Regions from separate parts of the Zea mays genome. Here region 1 is linked to region 2. Evidence: chromatin contacts called from public Hi-C data. All regions are on one chromosome and are shown on one strand. Each heading gives the region's core, a stretch centred on a gene start, on an enhancer-like site or on the middle of the called end of the contact. The rest is flanking DNA. Distances are from core to core; before and after follow the strand shown.

Region 1 (3,422 bases), core at 827-3,326, 600 kb before region 2:
GGCTATGACTAAAAATTTGGCAGCAAAACAGTACAGTAGCAATGAATGCTGTGATAACTTCACACCTACCCGTCTGTTTATATAGTGCTGCAGGTGGGAAGGTGAATCGGCAAGGTCTCCAGCACCGAACAAACAGTGACCCGCACTCACTGAACGGTGGGCCACATAGTTCGAGAAGGTGAATCGCTGGCGAGCGCGTAATTGGTGCAAGATGGGTCGCGCGTGCGACGATTATTTTAATCGTTTCTCGCCAACGAGCTCAGGGAAGGTGTTTTTTGGATCTTCGGCATCCCGAAGCCTAGAAGATTTTTCACGGATCAAGCTCGTTACGAAAAACGATCTAGCACCGCGAACGAGCTACTGTTGGGGGTATGCTTCGTAGCCGAAGATCCTAAAGAAATAAACACCTTCGGCAGATCCTCTCCAAAGCAGCGCCGAAGCTATCGACTATAAAGCTTCGACACAGTGACATGTCTCAAGACGAAGGGGTGAACCGACTTAAAGATGAAATGACTTAAAGACCCATGATATTCTATGTCATTATTGTAGTTCATTGTAAAGGGCATAAATGTAATTATACACAGGCTGCGCCCTGTGCCTATAAATAGGTGAACAGTACCCCTGTACTGTTCACGCGCTCCTGTAATTACGCATTGGGCATTTGCTTTTGCTTCACGTTGGTATTTTTACTTTCCTTCAAGTCGAAGGTACATTTTGTAATTTGTCATTATTTCTATAATAATGAAATAGAAACAAGTTAATGATAACAATCATGTGTTTAAATTATTTTTCATATTTTATATAAATCCTTCTTCATTATTTGTTGTGCTTATGAAGGTGTGATCTTCATAACCTTCGTTCGGAATCCATTATATCCCAAGGGAAATAATGCTTCGAAGGACGAAGGAATATAACATTTAACAATTTCTATGTTGCCTTGTTCTTAATTCATAGCTGTTAAGAACAAGTCCCCAACAGGGCATACACATGTACGGCCTACGACATCCTCAACACTGTGATATGGGACCCACCAGAGCCTGCATTGAGAACAAGGTTCTTCAGATGGGACTCGGCGGAGCGACACACCATCTCGCGCGTGTGCCTACGCACGCATCAGAAGGCGACATCACCAAAAGAGCTCCGATGAATAGTAGGCCCCACTCTCATCCATTGTAACCAACCTCACTCCATACAAGCCTCCTCCTTGAACTATAAAAGGGGGACGACAAAATAGGAACATGGGGCAAAATTAGGCTAAACTATGCTCTTCTCTCACTCACTCTCTCACCTACACACCTTGTAACACGTTTTAGGCCCACCGGCCCCTTAGAGGAATACAAGATCAACACTACACTGAACGTAGAGCACTTGGCTGAATCAATATAAACCCTCTCGAGTCACTCGACTCACCATTCAGAGTTTATCCGTGCTAACCTCCTCTGTCGAATCATAAATTATACTGTGTCCCCGGTTTCCGGAACCACGACACTACCCTACAAAAAAAATAATTTATATAGGGGAGGGGCATGCCACCTCTCCCTCTAGTGGTACCACTAGGTCATCTCTAGAACCCTATGCGAAGAAAGTTTAATTTTCTATAATTAAATCTATGTTGTCCATTGTTAGGAGACAATCACCATTTTACATTTTTTGTTCATGAATATAGTTTTAAGATTTTAAATATTTTTAAATGTGAAATTGAAAAAGGTTGTGAGATCTTGGTAAAAACGGATCCGTTAAAAGTAAGATCTCAGTCATGTTTACACGACCACACCTAAGACTGGTTTGATGACCATGGAAATAAGAGAGAAATTCTTTTCATATTTAAAATTAAATAGTAAGAAGATTTTTCTTCTTCTTTTCTTTGGTCACTAAATTAGCACCTAATGTTATTTTAGAGAGTGTTTGTTTTTTAATAAAGTTTAATTCATATCGTACGAGTATTAAATAGGCACCGCGTAAGTATGCAGTATGCTGAAATAGTCTGCGGACCTGCGGTGGCCCGTGTATCCATCCGGGCCCGCACGTGGGCCGAATCCTATAAGAACAAAGGGTTCCACCTCCACCAGCGCCCCTCCTAGTCTTCCACTCTTCCTCCCCTTCTCTCCGGCTCCCCCGAGGCCCCCGACAGCGAACTCGGGACTCGCCAACCGAGAAGGAAGAACTAGTCGCGAGGTGAAGAGGAGAACCTGAGGTGGTCCCGAATCAGAGACGGAAGAAGGTGGGTTCAGGAGCAAGCCAGCCTGCCGCCGCCATGAGGCGCACCTCGAAGAAATCGTCGTCGTCTACGGCGACCGCCAGCGCTGGTAACGCCCCACCCCTGGATCCCTCCCTCCTTCCCCTAGTTCCTTGATCGGCTCGCTAGTTCCGCGGATGGGTTTCTGTTTTCCCGATTGGATGCGGGTTTCCTCTGGAAGATCCAATCTCGAGGCTGCGCTGTGCTGGAGCGCACTCGATAGTACGGTTTTTCGATCGTCAAATTCGGTATGTGGGAGCTATGAATCGTCCATCTCGAGATTGGGAGGGTGTGGTGGTAGATTCAGGCTATTATTTTGGCGATTTGGCGTTGTGGTGGTTGTAAAAGGGTTCTTGAATCTTGGGCTGAATTTGATGTGGAATTCGCCTTGGATTCCTTCTATCTGATGGTAACAGATGTGTCTTCGTTGTAAAAGGATGCAATCTGCAGGTCTATTCTTTGCCAATCTATGTGAATTTATTTGCATGTAAAGATAAAGAGCAAAAACTCGCACTAATGACTCAATTTACTGCGTTTCTTGTGATTTCTAGACTATGAGAACCTTAGATTGCGGTTTTAGGTGTGAACTGTATGCTTTCCCCTCAAATTAAGGAAGTATTTGTTAGTTGTTATCACTGTGTTGGCCATATAACCCCTTTTAGTTAAGAGCATCTCCAACAACGTGACCTATAGAAATGCCCTATAATTTAAAAATAAGTATATTTTATAGACTTTAGGGCACCAACAAAACATCCCGTTCCAACGGTAAAGCCTCAAATCTAGATTATAAGGCAGCACACTACGGTGTAGTATATTTGAGGCACTTGAGAGTGTGCCCTATAATTTTTTAACCAAATTTTATAAAATGAGGAACTGTTGGAGTAGTTTTTTCTACGTAGAGCCTCATATTTCAATTTGAAGCACTAATTTAAGGCATTGTTGGAGATGTTACTAGGTTGATAACTGCAGGAAGTTAAATTTCATGATTGAATCTTTCTTCGGTAATTTTGTGTGATGGTAAGGAACTACAAGAATGGCTTTCTTTTCATAATTAAGATGATTAACCTAATTTGTATGTGATTGCAATTAACACTAGCTTGACATTGTGCTCTTCTTCTTTTGCTTTCTCACTTAACCCAGATCCTCTTATGCTGGCTCATCTCCCAATTGACCTGTTTGCCTTTTC
Region 2 (3,687 bases), core at 456-2,955:
CTGTGTAGGCTTATCCTCTACGTTTCGTATTTCCGCACTTTGATATTAATGTTGAAGACTATGGCTATGTATTAGACTCTGTGGATGTCTCGGACATCTTATTGTAATAAAGTATCTTTCCGCTATTTACTTTGAGCATTGTGTGATGATGTCCAATTATGTAATCGTTGTGTACGCGAGTTTCTGATCTTGGCACGTACATGGTTCGCATTCGGTTTGCCTTTCAAAACCGGGTGTGACAGACATTTACCATGTCCATGTTGATTGAACTCTAACGTGGCTAGCGTGTGGCGTACCACATGTACAAAAAATAGATTATTTATTTAAACTTTTCTAATGTAACAATAATGTTGGTCACTTGTTCTCAAATGTTGTGAATCAAGAACAAGGCAACACAATTGTTAAAGATTAAGAACCTTCGTCCTTCGAAACATTATCTCCTTTCGAATATAACGATCTTTGGATGAAGGTCATGAAGGACACACCTTCATCATTCATAAGAATAATAGTTCATAGAGACAATATATGTTGTTCATTCATTCATTCATATATTTATTTTATGATATACATATGAACATTAACAAAAATTTATATTATGTTGATACTTTCGGCTTGTTTGAAGGTGCCAATGCGAGAGCAATTACAATCCAGCGTGAACAGTACGGGGTACTGTTCATCTATTTATAGGCAACCACAATGGTTCATACGCTATTACATTTATGCCCTCAACGATTACATACAGAGTTTACAAAATATCACAAGGTAACATCACCATTTGTATTTAATAACTTGAGCAACACCTCCTTGCATTGTCTCATTGCTTCGTCGTGACGAAGCTTGCTTGATGAAGCGTGCTTCGTTATACTTCTCTTTCGTTATACCGAAGCCACGTTGTCTACCTGTTTCACCGTGACGAAGCTTGTCAGACGAAGTTTATTTCGCTCCTCTTGTGTTATTCCGAAGCTTTTCTGATGATGAAACTTCTGTAATATTCAGTAGTACGCTGAAAGCAAATGGTTAGTCGTGTTTTTGAGAACCTTCGGAAGAGGAAGGCCCCCAACAAATAATATAATAAGCCGTTTGGATTTATTCATTTTGTAGGAATTAAAGTTTACTTAATAAAGTAGTCTATTTGGCATTTTGGCTTGGAATTTAACATTCCATCACTTTCTAAAGCTCAGATATAAACTTATCTTTAATTTATGGGGTGTAGTATGAGAAATGATTGATCATTTATATATCAACGGAATATGTTTCTACTCTGCAATTTATAAAACACTCTTCGGCTCACTCCTCTATAGTAAAAATATAGCAAATAAATATCTCTCACATATTGCTAATAATAGTATATAAATATATTTCAAAAGAATTCATATTAGCTTAAATGTTTTTTTGTCTTAATTATTATTATTAGAATATAATTCAATTCCAAGGATCAAACGGCTAAGGGTAACGGTAGGAGTTATAATCGGAGAGGTAGCGTTTTTTAAAAATAATAACCAGTTAAATTTCCTGAATTTTAGCGAGGGACTTAGGAGGACGGCCCTGAAATTTACGTTAGGCTACAGCCCAACTCTTCTTATGTTCTCTAGTAGAGAGAAAAGCAGCCCAACTCTTCTGCTCTCAATAGAGAGAAAAGCGGCCCAACTTTGTGCGGCCCGCTACACCACTGACTGGCATTCGGCTCGGCGACTCCGAACGCAACGCCGATCGTGCGCCTCCTCCCTCACCGCGCGCCGCCGTCGCTGCCATCGGTTCCTTTCAACCGGTGGATCACCCCGCTTTCCATAACCGTTTATCCTTGGTTGTGCTCAGCGTCTGGTTCCGCCATTGGTCCCATGGCTGCCCCGCGCGCCGCGGCGGCGTCGGCGAAGCAGGTGACGAGGCAGAACTTTGCGGAGGCCGTGCTGGAGCTGAGGGCCCACCTGGAGGCATGCGACTACGTGGCCGTGGCGGCGCAGAAGACCGGTGCCCCGACGGGATGGCGCCGCGCGTTGCCGGTGGACACTGCGGAAACGGCGTATCTCAAGGCCAAGCTCGCCGCAGAGTCCTTTCAGCCACTCCAGATCGCCGTCTGCCCCTTCAGGCAGCGCAACTCTTACCCGTCTACCCTCGTCGCCTACCCGTAAGGATTTCTCTCTCACTCGTCGTCCACATGAAACATTAACAATTGGCAAGGTGGTTTTGCTATTTGTTTGGGCAATGTTTGTGGACGTGTGGTGCATAAACCTATTGTTGCAGGCTCAGCTTGAGGAATTTCGTCAAACACCTTTTGTATCCATATATGGATGCTGCTGCTTTTTCAGATTGTAGTATGAAACTATGAAACATGAATATTGTAACATCGACATTTTCTGAAGTTTAGTTGGTCTGTAGCAGTTAACGAATACTCTCTGGTCACAAAAAACTGTTTAGGACAAGGTTTGGGCTAGGGATGAAAACGGTAATTATTCGGATATCAATTTTTTTGTCTTTTTTCTTTAATTGTGAATAAATAGAATATAGAATCAACTATGTAAATTCATATTATTGTTTTTATCATTGAGCTTGTAAAGATTCATAAAAATTAAACCACAAATTTATCATATATTTCTCTCAAATGATAGATATAAAATTTGGTATGGATTCGAATACAAATTTGGTTATTTTTTCACCGTTTTTGTTGTATGGGGAAAATAATGCATAAAACAATTTATGCAAAATTTTGTTCATATTTTTAATAATGTGCTTGATAACATAAGAAAAGATTAACATCAAATTTTATATATATCTATTTTAAAATATTAAATTTGTTCTAACAATTCGGATTACCACTTTCATCCCTAATTTGGGCAAAACTTAAAAACTACAAAACATCAATTACTATTACATTTTAGTTTTGAAACCTCTGGGTTAAATGTGTAAATTCATACTTGTTGGGTTCTGACACGTGGACCCAAGCACTCAAGCAGGTGAGAGAACAGTGCTCAACAAAACGGAAAGTGGGGGTGCTCAATGTCTTGTCAAGTGTGTCCCATCCGAGAGCTGGACAGGGTATTTCTAGGGTAACTATGGGGCTAGTGCCTAAAGTACATTTGTACCCTTAGTTACCTACTACATCCTTGGAATATACTATACAACGGGGTAATTATGAAATAATAGTAGCCTAGATCTAGTTACAGCAAGTGTTGTACCCACGGGTGTGACTGACGGGTGGGCCTGCCTTGCATGCAGAGGACCCACCAAGCCTCCGCTACCCATCTTAGCCTTCTAGTCCCAAGTCTTGGAGGCCTTCGTCTTAGAGGTCGCTCCGTCAGCCCGTCCTCTGATTTGATGCCGAGGGTAGACGATTACCTTTCGTTTCATCCGGGTCCTCACCTCGGTCTCCGCAGACCGCATCAGAGGAAAGACATGTTAGGGGCGAAGCCCTCGAGGTCTTCGATCTCTTGAGCCCGAAGCCCCAACTGTGGATCTAGCCTTCATTGCCCACAGACCCTGACTAGGATCAGTGGACCCTTCGTGCCTTCGTTGCCCGCAGACCCCGACTGGGATCAGCTGACCCATCGCGCCATAGGAGGGGGACTTCGCATACACGGCGAAGTCCTTGTTCTTGGACTTGTCCATATTGTGTTGATGTCGTGCATTCATAGACAAGGTTAGTGTGCGGTTAGAGTGGGATGATCGAGATCTAGTTCGGCCTTCGTCCCA

The links. A called contact is a pair of places that touch in the nucleus more often than the background predicts.
Region 1: a Hi-C map of ear shows a contact between it and region 2, with 2.1 times the contacts expected there. The contact joins the promoter of LOC100282616 here to the promoter of LOC100383807 in region 2. A contact is called at or near these places in 3 of 25 Hi-C or Micro-C datasets (ear, endosperm and tassel).

The regions. Positions count from the first base shown.
Region 1 is chr4:88,371,877-88,375,298 of Zm-B73-REFERENCE-NAM-5.0, reverse strand. It overlaps LOC100282616 (DCN1-like protein 4), which reads left to right and starts at 2,076. Exons shown (of 10, transcript NM_001155524.1): 1 at 2,076-2,306. The coding sequence starts at 2,255.
Region 2 is chr4:87,767,040-87,770,726 of Zm-B73-REFERENCE-NAM-5.0, reverse strand. It overlaps LOC100383807, which reads left to right and starts at 1,705. Exons shown (of 8, transcript NM_001362147.1): 1 at 1,705-2,125. The coding sequence starts at 1,839.